3 separate regions of the Mus musculus genome follow, and all the other regions are linked to region 3. A link is a contact called in public Hi-C and promoter capture Hi-C data. All regions are on one chromosome and are shown on one strand. Each heading gives the region's core, a stretch centred on a gene start, on an enhancer-like site or on the middle of the called end of the contact. The rest is flanking DNA. Distances are from core to core; before and after follow the strand shown. Region 1 holds the start of Fam110a (family with sequence similarity 110, member A). Region 2 has its middle 55 kb from the start of Cst10. Region 3 holds the start of Acss1 (acyl-CoA synthetase short-chain family member 1).

Region 1 (3,277 bases), core at 674-3,173, 1.3 Mb before region 3:
TGCAATACACATGTATGAATGCATCACACACACACATACAAACAAAAGTTTAAAAAATTCTGTGACAGTTCAAGACTTGGAAATTTGCAAATGTCACAGAAGTATGAATAAGAAGCTAAGTGCTGAGAGGCAGCATCTTTCCTGCAGGTTAGCTTTCACAGAGCCAGAGGTGCAGTGTAGGCTGCTGGGAGAGAAGAGATGTCAGCAGTCTTACCCAGATGTGAATCCTCTGAACTGCAATAGTGACCAGCAAGGCACAAATGCTTTCGTGGTAGCCAACAGCGTTTTGGTTGGACTTACAGCTTGTTCCACAGGAGGATGTGCATGTCTGGTATTGCAAATCTGGCCAAGAACCCATGGTTAGGGAGCCTACTGGTCCCAGGGTGAACCTACTGCTATTATTTGCTAAATGGTCACACTATCAAACTGCCTTCTAAATTCACTCTATATCCATAAAACTAATGCAGCTTACAGACGCCATCAGAGAAGGTTTTCTGTGCCATGGACAGCACAACTGGTCGAGGGGCTGGGAATAAGAGTCTGTGGAGGGCTCTGCCACCGGTGTGAAATATGTATCAAATCAGGACGGAAAGACTGTAAGAGCCAGAGGTCAGAGAGGACCAGAGTAAAACAGACTCTTGTGGGCACTTCAGGGCCACTGCGCCGGCAAACCACAGCAGCTGTGGTTGTCTGTACATGATCAAGCCAGTTAACATTTCAGTACAGAGAGGGGAGAGGCTATGAGCCCCCACTGGAGGAGCTAGTTAGTTATAGCTGAATGTTTCTGGGGGAAGGAAAGTCAGTTTTTTAAAGGGTTGCAGCAGATTAGACTTGGTGCCTTTTAAAAAAACAAAAACAGGAGGAAGAGAGGGTGGGTGTAGGAGGAGTTAAGGGGAGAGAGTGCGGTAAATACGACTAAAATACACTGTGTTTATGTATTAAATTCTCAATGAATGAATAAAAGTATTATCTTTTAAGTGTAAAGGAATTAGTTGCTGTTTGTTATTGTAAATAGGCTATGTTTATTTAAATAGTATGGTTATGTATTTAATATCTATCTATGCTGTACAGAGAGTTTTGAAGTATGCTTAAAACATGACACTTCCTTAGCATTCTCCCATTGTTCTTAAATGTCGTTTAATCTAATCGTTGTAAGTTAATGCATGGTATTCCCAGCTGGAAAGCGGCGTTGAAGGTAGGTACCTCAGAGCTGGGTCATGAGTCCTGACAAGAATTATGTAGAAAGCTCGATTCAGCTTCTTTCCCAGGATCGACGTCTATAATTGATCTGGTTTTGATAAGCACAGTGGGAGCTACGGGTGTGCCCGTTTGAGGATTGACTTGCCATTTCAGGTTAGGGGAACAGAGAGGGAGAGAGGATTGTGGGTAAACACACAGAGAGGTAGCTGCTGAGTTGGAAGTAGGGCCTAGTTTGGGGGGTGGTCACTTAGTACCAACTCATGGGGAGACTTAAGTCAGGCAGCAAGTGTGAGGACTACTTGGGCAAAACGCATGAATTCCGAGTCAGCCTGGGCAACTTGGTGAGACCCTGCCTCCAAAGAAAAAAGTGAAGGGAGAGAAAGCTAGGTATGGCATAGACCTATAATCCTAGTACTAAGGAGGTTGTGGCCAGCCTGGGCTAGGCTAGTTATGTGTGAAGGCCCTGCCTCAAAACCCCAAAAATATTGGTACTAGTGCCTGTGCAAAACCAAGCAAACAAATTTGGGACTAGTAACTCTTGCAGCTGGAGACCGAGGAAGTCCAGCTGGAAGAGAAGAAAGGTCTGCCAAGGCCTGGGCAGCCGGAAGGCCAAGCGGCCAGCTGGGCTCCGGGCAGCAGTCGCCCTGCTGCATCTGCGGCTCCTGATGTTGCCTGGCAACCCGGGTGGCGCGCCGTTCGAACGGAAGCGACGGGCCAATCAGGAAGTCCGGGGCGAACCATTGCAGCAACGGGGACGGCGGGCTCACTTCCCTTTCCTCTGGGGCCCCAGGGACGTTCTCCCGGAGGGAATCGTGGGACAGCCAGGGCGTCCCACTCGGAAGAGCTCGCCGGTCTTCACACGTAGTAGCCTTCTCAGGTCTGCAGGGACCACCAGCTGTCAGCCTCGGCAGCCGGCGAGGAGCGGGATTCCTCTGGACGTGGGCTGCAGGTGAGCATGGGGGTAGGAGGCGGAGGGTCCCGGGGCAGTGCCCACGCATTAACCCGGGCAAGAGTCTCAGTACAGGGGGTCGACAGAGGAGAGTTCGTGTCTAGTGTCCAGCCCAGGGGGCCAGCAAAGGATCCAGGCTGTTTCCCTTTCCCACTCTGCAGTTCCCGCTCCTGGCCGATCAGAGGAACCCCGCGGGTTACTCTTTAAGGGGCTTATTGGGAAGACGTGGCTCAGGGGATCCCAGGGCTAGGCTACCCGTGCCCTACCGGCCCTTGGAGTTCCCCTTCAGGACATATACCATTCCCTCCCCATTCGCAACTTTTCTGCCTTACAGGGTTCTACAGAGTCCCAGTTCCCAGTGCTGCCCTCTCAGAGGGCCTCCCTGGGTTGAGTCCCTAGGACTGCAGGGCAGGGTTGAGTCCCTAGGACTGCGGATCCAAAGGCCTTGGAAGTCATGTGGATGTGTGTGTGTGTGTGTGTGTGTGTGTGTGGTACCTCTAAGCCAGAGTTGCTGGAACTGGACTTGAGAGTTGGGTGCAGGGTCAGACCCTCCCAAGTAGAGCATCTAATTTAGGCTGGACTCTTACCTACCCCCCTGTTGTTGATCTCGTTTCGTAGGTGGGGAATCTGAGGTTCTGTGAAGTTGAGGCTGTTGCTCAAAGGCACAGACTTAACTATGCAGAAGTCTTCAGTCCTTGACACAGGGAATCACCGACTCGATGGAGGATCTCTTATGAAGGGAACTACTCTTCCTCTGAGCCTCATTCTGGCTCTGGGGGAGCTGTGCTTGTCCATCTGTCTTTGTGTCATGCTCCCTACTCCAACTCTTGTATGGCCCAAGCTGGCCTCAATCTTACTATGTATGACCAGGCTGGTCTTGAACTCTCCGTCTTCCTAAATCTGCCTCCTCGGATGACAAGCATGTGCCACTGGCACACCAGTTCTGTGCCATTTTCGGGATAGAACCCAGGGCTTGGTTTGTGCTAAGAGAGCAATCTACTAGATGAGTTACACCACTGCCTCATTTCTTTCCACGTCGTCTAGCTTCCTGTAGCCTGATCTCTCCCCGAGTGTCCTGTTTTTCTCAGTAGCGTCTGTTCCATATTATGCGTGAGGTGTCTTATTAAG
Region 2 (3,144 bases), core at 350-2,849, 1.3 Mb after region 3:
ATTATATATTTTCTTCATTTACATTTCAAATGCTATTCCCTTTCCTTTCACTGATAAGTGGATATTAGCACAGAATTATTATGCCTTTAAGACACTGAACTCACGTTAGTATATAAAGTTGGAAAAATTTGGGGACTTAAGTGATACATTAAACTCCCAGGCAGTTATTTACTTCCTAATTGAAATGAATATATATGATTCTGGAAAGATGGCTTAGTCAATAAAATGCTTGCTTTAAAAGAATGAGGATCTGAATTCAATTTGCAGAACAGTTTAGTGCATCTCTCAACTGTGCTCAGAGAAGCTTCTTTATACAGTAGATTGCAATTATCACAGAGACCCACAGTTGGTGAAGGTGAAGAGAATAGGGTTATGGAAACTTAGCCTTATAGGGAACATCTTCAGAACAAGGGACTCAGAAATTCTGTTTTTATTAATCATTTATGTGCTTTGGTCTCTCTCCAGTTCTGGTATAGTGTGAACTTGGAATTGTTTTTCTCCTTAAGTGAACATCTTCCTTGTCTGTTTCCCTTTCTGTTACTATCCATGTGCCTCAGTTCAAATCTTTGTTCCAGGGCATAATAACCTGGAAATATTACTGACTTCAGTTATGCACCTGTAACAGTGAGACCAGAAGCTATGTGGTACTACTCCTGACATTTTTCAAGAATGTTTTGGCTACTTTTGTTACTGTTCTTTTCTTCTCCCTTTCTCTAGACTTTTCAGCAATCCTGGTCATATTCAGTGTGGATTTCTGTGGCTTTTTCATACTTTCTGTCTTTAGAACAGCTTCTCTTCTTTCTTATTCTGACTCTTCCACTACACTCTGTTATATAGAAATACCATATGCCCAGAACACTAGAAGTTTGAAATGATAGTTAACTCCATAAACCAACTGAACACCATATTTGTCGTGATTAGATCAGCTGAAATCTCCAGATGAAAGGAAATGTATAGATAGGTGACTCATACTCCAAGACAGGGACAAGAGATCCTAACAAACGTGGAAATACCCCACTTTGTTCTCACAAAGGGCACACATAATTGTCGTACTGAGGACAATTGGAAAACATTAACATTGATTAGCAGAACTACCAAGTGCTGTGGAAAAGCACTGGGAAATAAGTGCTTTGTCACATAGCTTTTAGGGAGAACTCTAAACATAAAAGCAGCATTTTATAAGCAGTTTCTGCAAGGGAATATGAGGTTTTGAAAAAATGTAAACTATGATCTCTCTCTCTCTCTCTCTCTCTCTCTGCTACTCTGAGAAGTTCCTGTCTTTCACTGTGGTTAATTTTACACTACTTACATTTACTGAAAGTTCTCATTGAGGACTTCCTGGTGGATCTAGGAAAAGAAAGAAGTTGTGGTAGGGGAGGGTACTGCCATCTGCAAATACATGCTATGGTTATTGAAGCCTAGTATCACCAGTTATCCCAGAGAAGCACTGGCAGATATTTAGACAGATACCTTCTGTGACTGTAAGAAGTCACCAGGGCATGTTATATAGCAAAGCTCCACCATTTACAGTAAACCCCGATTGCTTCTCATACGTCGAGGTGAGATGGATTGTGAGATCTGGAGACAGGGGTTCATGAGAAGATCAAGGGTGCCATCTGGTGGTCATATGTGTAAGTTCCAGGTGCAGTTCATCCTGGGGACTAGTTCTGAAAGGATTATCAGCAGTTCTTCTGGGTCTTGCAAATCATTTGACTGTGGATTCAGAACATGCCCTGCAGAATCTTGAGTTACTGCCCCTTTGTGGGCCAGGAGACATTGACAAGTATTGAGCAGGTAGTGTGTAAAAGCAGGAAGATGCAATAAAGGACAGCAAAATGCATTAATTCAAAACAATTATAGATATTTATCATGAGATGAACACCTTAAGTAATTTAGAAGAGTGGAGGAGGCCCCAATTGTTATCTCTGAATTATTAGTTATTGACAGAATTTTTAAAATTTTATTTATTTATTTATTTTCATTACTTTTTTAATTTTATTTTTATTAGGTATTTATTTCATTTAATTTCCAATGCTATCCCAAAAGTCCCCCACACGCTCCCTGACCCACTCCCCCACCCACCCACTCCCACTTCTTGGCCCTGGCGTTCCCCTGTACTGAGGCATATAAAGTTTGCATGAGCAATGGGCCTCTCTTTCCAAGATGGCCGACTAGGCCATCTTCTGATACAAATGCAGCTAGAGACACGAGCTCTGGGGGGTACTGGGTAGTTCATATTGTTGTTCTACCTATAGGGTTGCAGATCCCATTAACTCCTTGGTTACTTTCTCTAACTCCTCCATTGGGGGCCCTGTGATCCATCCAATAGCTGACTGTGAGCATCCACTTCTGTGTTTGCTAGGCCCCGACATAGGCAAACAAGAGACAGCTATATCTGGGTCCTTTCAGCAAAATCTTGCTAGTGCATGCAATGGTGTTAGCATTTGGAAACTGATTATGGGATGGATCCCCGGATATGGCAGTCTCTAGATGGTCCATTCTTTTGTCTCAGCTCCAAATTGTGTCTCTATAACTCCTTCCATGGGTGTTTTGTTTCCAATTCTAAGAAGGGGCAAAGTGTCCACACTTTGGTCTTCATTCTTCTTGAGTTTCATGTGTTTCACAAATTGTATCTTATATCTTGGGTATTCTAAGTTTCTGGGCTAATATCCACTTATCAGTGAGTACATATTGTGTGAGTTCTTTTGTGATTGGGTTACCTCACTCAGGATGGTGCCCTACAGGTCCATCCATTTGCCTAGGAATTTCATAAAATCATTCATTTTAATAGCTGAGTAGTACTCTATTGTGAAAATGTACCACATTTTCTGTATCCATTCCTCTGTTGAGGGGCATCTGGGTTCTTTCCAGCTTCTGGCTATTATAAATAAGGCTGCTATGAACATAGTGGAGCATGTGTCCTTCTTACCAGTTGGAACATCTTCTGGATATATGCCCAGGAGAGGTATTGCAGGATTCTCCAGTAGTACTATGTCCAATTTTCCAAGGAACCAACAGACTGATTTCCAGAGCGGTTATACAAGCTTGCAATCCCACCAACAATGGAGGAGTGTTCCTCTTTCTCCACATCCTCACCAGCTCTCCTCTTGCAGGGCAGGTGGACAGATATCTGGCACTTGGACC
Region 3 (3,324 bases), core at 458-2,957:
TGCCCCCAGAAGGCAGGACCAACTCCCTCACACCATGGCAGCTGGGAACCAACCAACCAAAAAAAAAAGAAGCAGCACACAGGGTTTCCTCAACACAGCCTTGGCATCTAGCCAGCCTGTCAAAGTATCACTTCTGCCATGTCCTCTGGAGTAAAGCTAGGAGGTCAGCTAGCCTGGATCTTCATCCTTTTAGAGGGTTATGCATGCTGACAGTAGAACTCAGGGCCTGTGCATGCTAGGCAGGTGTTTTGTCTCTGAGCCACACCCCCAACTCAGCTTCCACACCTCCAGCTCAGTCTCCTGGTCTTGGTGGAGCAGGAAATGCCGAGTACACACTGGAGGAGGAAGTGTTGGTGGGTATCTCTCAGACCACCTGGCAGAGTCTGCCCTTTCTCTTACCTATAGCTTTATGTGTTCAACTAAAATGTGCTCTTTTATAAGTCTCTTTTTATTAGCTTGAGTGCTTCCTTATTTATTCGAGCACTATGTAACCTTCTGTGTTCCATTGTTTTGTTTCTGGCCCTAGCCTAGCTTTTGGTTTGATTTGGTTTCTTAAGGTGGAGACTAGCAATGTTGTTCAGGCTACTCTCAAACTCATGGTCTCCAGGGTGTGATCTTTTTGCCTTGGACTCGTGAATAGCTGGGACCCCAGATGTGCACCACTGTGCCCACTTGCCTAACTTTTGAATTAAGGACAAGTGCTTGGCTGAGGGCAGGACATATGCCTGTGCTAGTTGTTGGCACCGCCTTCCTCCTCAGCAGCTTGCCCACAGTATCCCCTCCAAGGAAACTACCTATCTACAGCTGTCATTGCCAACAGGAAAAAGTCTTTGCCAGCCCGAAGAACTCCACAAACCAGTTTTCCAAAGTCTCCGACCTCTAGTGTTTATTTTTTTTATTATTTATTCACTTCTTAAGTATTTGGTAGAGACACATTTCTTTTTACTCTTGATTATTCAGTAACAAAAACTTGAACTTCATGACGGAGCTGATGGTCAACGAGGCCCAATGTGATATGGACATTGATTTATTCTTTCCCATAGCTTCCCACCACCTGGAATCAGCAAAGGGTCCCAAGGAAGTGGTACCTGCCCTGGCAGAGGTCAGCAGCTGGTAACCAAAATATTGTTACTGGACTCAGGCCTTCATAGCACCTCCTTTCCTGTTTGAAGGCCCCCAGGGTTGCTCATCAGCCCTTTAGCCCGCTGCGGGTGATTTATGTGTGTGTGGCATGGTTGTACAGGCCCACACCATTGGGAGAGGGCTTTACTCTCAGAAGGTCTCCTAAGGAGGAAAGCTTTGACTTCAATCTATGGTATGCTGAACCAACTGACGGTTCATCCACACCATCTGTGAGCTGCTTCGCTCTTATGACCACTTAGACGCGTTCCCAATCTTATCTCAGAGCGCTGCCTGTGTCCCAGGTCCGGAGGCTGGGCCAACCGTGTACTTGCAGCTTCTGTCGCCAGCCAGAAAGTTATTTGGTCTGTAAAAAGAGATCGCAGAAACCCAGGAAACTGAAGCCGAGAGCGCGGGCTAGCCCCGGACTGGGCGCACAACAAAACCTAGTTCTACCCACCTCCCGGAGTCCCTGTCCAGGAGGGAAGAGGTGGGAAGGGGCAGGCTCAAGGAAGCTGCTTCTCCGGGAGAGAAGTAGTGGGTGGTGGCCGCGGGGGCGGAGCCGGGGCGGGGCCGTGGAGACTCTTAGGGGCGCTCAGGCTACCGCACCCGCGTGGGGCGTCGGGCGAGATGGCGGCGCGCAGCCTCGGCAGCGGTGTGGGGCGACTGCTGCGTGGCCTGCAAGGGCGCTCTGGACAATCGGGGTGGTCACTGAGCGTGTCCCGCTCGACCGCCACCCGACTCCCGGGCTGCGTTCCTGCAGCAGCGCAACCAGGCTCGTACCCCGCGTTGAGCGCTCAGGCAGCCCAGGAGCCGGCCGCCTTCTGGGGGCCGCTGGCCCGTGACACACTAGTTTGGGACACTCCTTACCATACTGTCTGGGACTGTGACTTCAGGACGGGCAAGATCGGCTGGTTCCTGGGAGGCCAGTTGAATGTGTCTGGTGAGTGCCTTGCTGGGTCCAGCTCATTTTCGCCGAGACTCGGGAGGCTCCAGTCAGTAGCAGCTGCCCCCAGGCCTTGGCTCTTTTCTCCAGAATGCTTCACCACCCACCCTAATCCTTGGGTCACGTCACTTTGTTCTGTATTCCACCGGATCTAGAGACTGCAGCTGGCGAAGCAGCAGTTACCCTCCCAAGTCTGCAGCGCTGTCTCTAGCGGGAAACTGGGGATACCCGGTTTAACCTCAGAGTGTTCTACCCTAACACAGATTCTAGGGGGCTTTGTCTTCAGACACAAAGCTTAGGACCCCAGATAGGCCTAGATGGAGAGAGCCCATGCTCCAAGAGTCCAGGCTTTTCTGACTCAGGGCCCCCAGATCAGCAGGGTAAACGCAAAGTACATAGGTTGCTATCGGCAACTGCAGGTGCTAGGGCTCGAGGCTCCCCTGAGGACAAACCTTGCAGTGTAAACAGAGCTTGGTGGGTGCAGGAAGAAGAAAGTGTCAGCCCCTGGGAGGGAACTGCTTATCTCCTCCGGTTGGGGTATGTGGGCAGGAAGTTCTCGGTCTAAGAACTGCACCCCAAAAACAAACGTCTACAGTGTCAAAGGCAGGTGTAACTTCAGCTCTCCGGAGTCTGAGTCAAGAGGAGCTGAACTCAAAGCCAGCTTGGACTATGTACCAGCCTCCCCCTTGATCTCTAAACGAGACACATCAGTCACTCTAGCTGTCAGTTTTCTGATGAGCCCGGATTCTGCTGAGGGTGGAGGCAGGGAAACACACGGAGGAGCCGAGAACTGAAGGAGGGGTTGGACTGAGAGGGGCTGGACAGACAGGCTGTGTCTCTGGTGCACAGCAGAGGGTTGGGAACTTTTGCATTCCTGTGGGATGGGAGCGAGGGTTGGATGGGTCAGAGATGCGTAAGGGACGAACTGAAGGTCTTTAAGACGAGGTGGCAGGTGATGCTTTGTTTAAGGACCAAAGTTAGAGGTGGAATCTGGTGTCTGCAGTTTCACTACCTCTTCAGCTTTGGTGCGTCTCAATCGCCCCATTTGTAAAATGAGAAAGCAATACTCACCTCTTATGCTGTCTGTACCGCAGTGCTGGGGGTGGGGATACAGTAACCTGTCCAGGCTTACTGGTGATCAATAAGCTGTAGCAGTTCTGATTTAATATATTCAGAAATTATAGGGTCTGTTTTTATTTATTTATTTATTTATTTATTTATTTATTTATTTATTTATTATATGTAAGTACACTGTAGCT

What was found. Promoter capture Hi-C pulls out the DNA fragments that hold promoters and counts their contacts. A called contact is a pair of places that touch in the nucleus more often than the background predicts.
Region 1: a promoter capture Hi-C map of pre-B cells shows a contact between it and region 3, with 5 times the contacts expected there. The contact joins the promoter of Fam110a here to the promoter of Acss1 in region 3. A contact is called at or near these places in 1 of 39 promoter capture datasets (pre-B cells) and 1 of 115 datasets of contacts at active chromatin or transcription factors (double positive thymocytes).
Region 2: a Hi-C map of pro-B cells shows a contact between it and region 3, with 4 times the contacts expected there. The contact joins the enhancer-like site here to the promoter of Acss1 in region 3. A contact is called at or near these places in 13 of 39 promoter capture datasets (the 3T3-L1 cell line, 3T3-L1-derived adipocytes, cranial neural crest and 7 more), 3 of 15 datasets of contacts at CTCF or cohesin (large pre-B cells, pro-B cells and stem cell-derived epiblast-like cells), 37 of 484 Hi-C or Micro-C datasets (the AtT-20 cell line, B cells, CD4 T cells and 25 more), 6 of 115 datasets of contacts at active chromatin or transcription factors (the 230-238 cell line, bone marrow-derived dendritic cells, large pre-B cells and 3 more) and 1 of 9 other capture datasets (embryonic stem cells).

Annotation. Positions count from the first base shown.
Region 1 is chr2:151,978,865-151,982,141 of GRCm38.p6, reverse strand. It overlaps Fam110a (family with sequence similarity 110, member A), which reads left to right and starts at 1,923. Exons shown (of 2, transcript NM_146127.3): 1 at 1,923-2,149.
Region 2 is chr2:149,348,901-149,352,044 of GRCm38.p6, reverse strand. No RefSeq gene overlaps it. Among named protein-coding and RNA genes, the nearest start is that of Cst10, 55 kb to the left of the region's middle. Within about 2 kb of position 1,599, at least 3 of the 459 cell types and tissues checked have an H3K27ac peak or open chromatin away from gene starts, as enhancers often do. A contact at or near this core is called in pro-B cells, where this site is marked.
Region 3 is chr2:150,666,623-150,669,946 of GRCm38.p6, reverse strand. It overlaps Acss1 (acyl-CoA synthetase short-chain family member 1), which reads left to right and starts at 1,707. Exons shown (of 14, transcript NM_080575.2): 1 at 1,707-2,062. The coding sequence starts at 1,750. E130215H24Rik (RIKEN cDNA E130215H24 gene) reads right to left here and starts at 2,453. Exons shown (of 2, transcript NR_040331.1): 1 at 1,990-2,453; 2 at 1,015-1,486.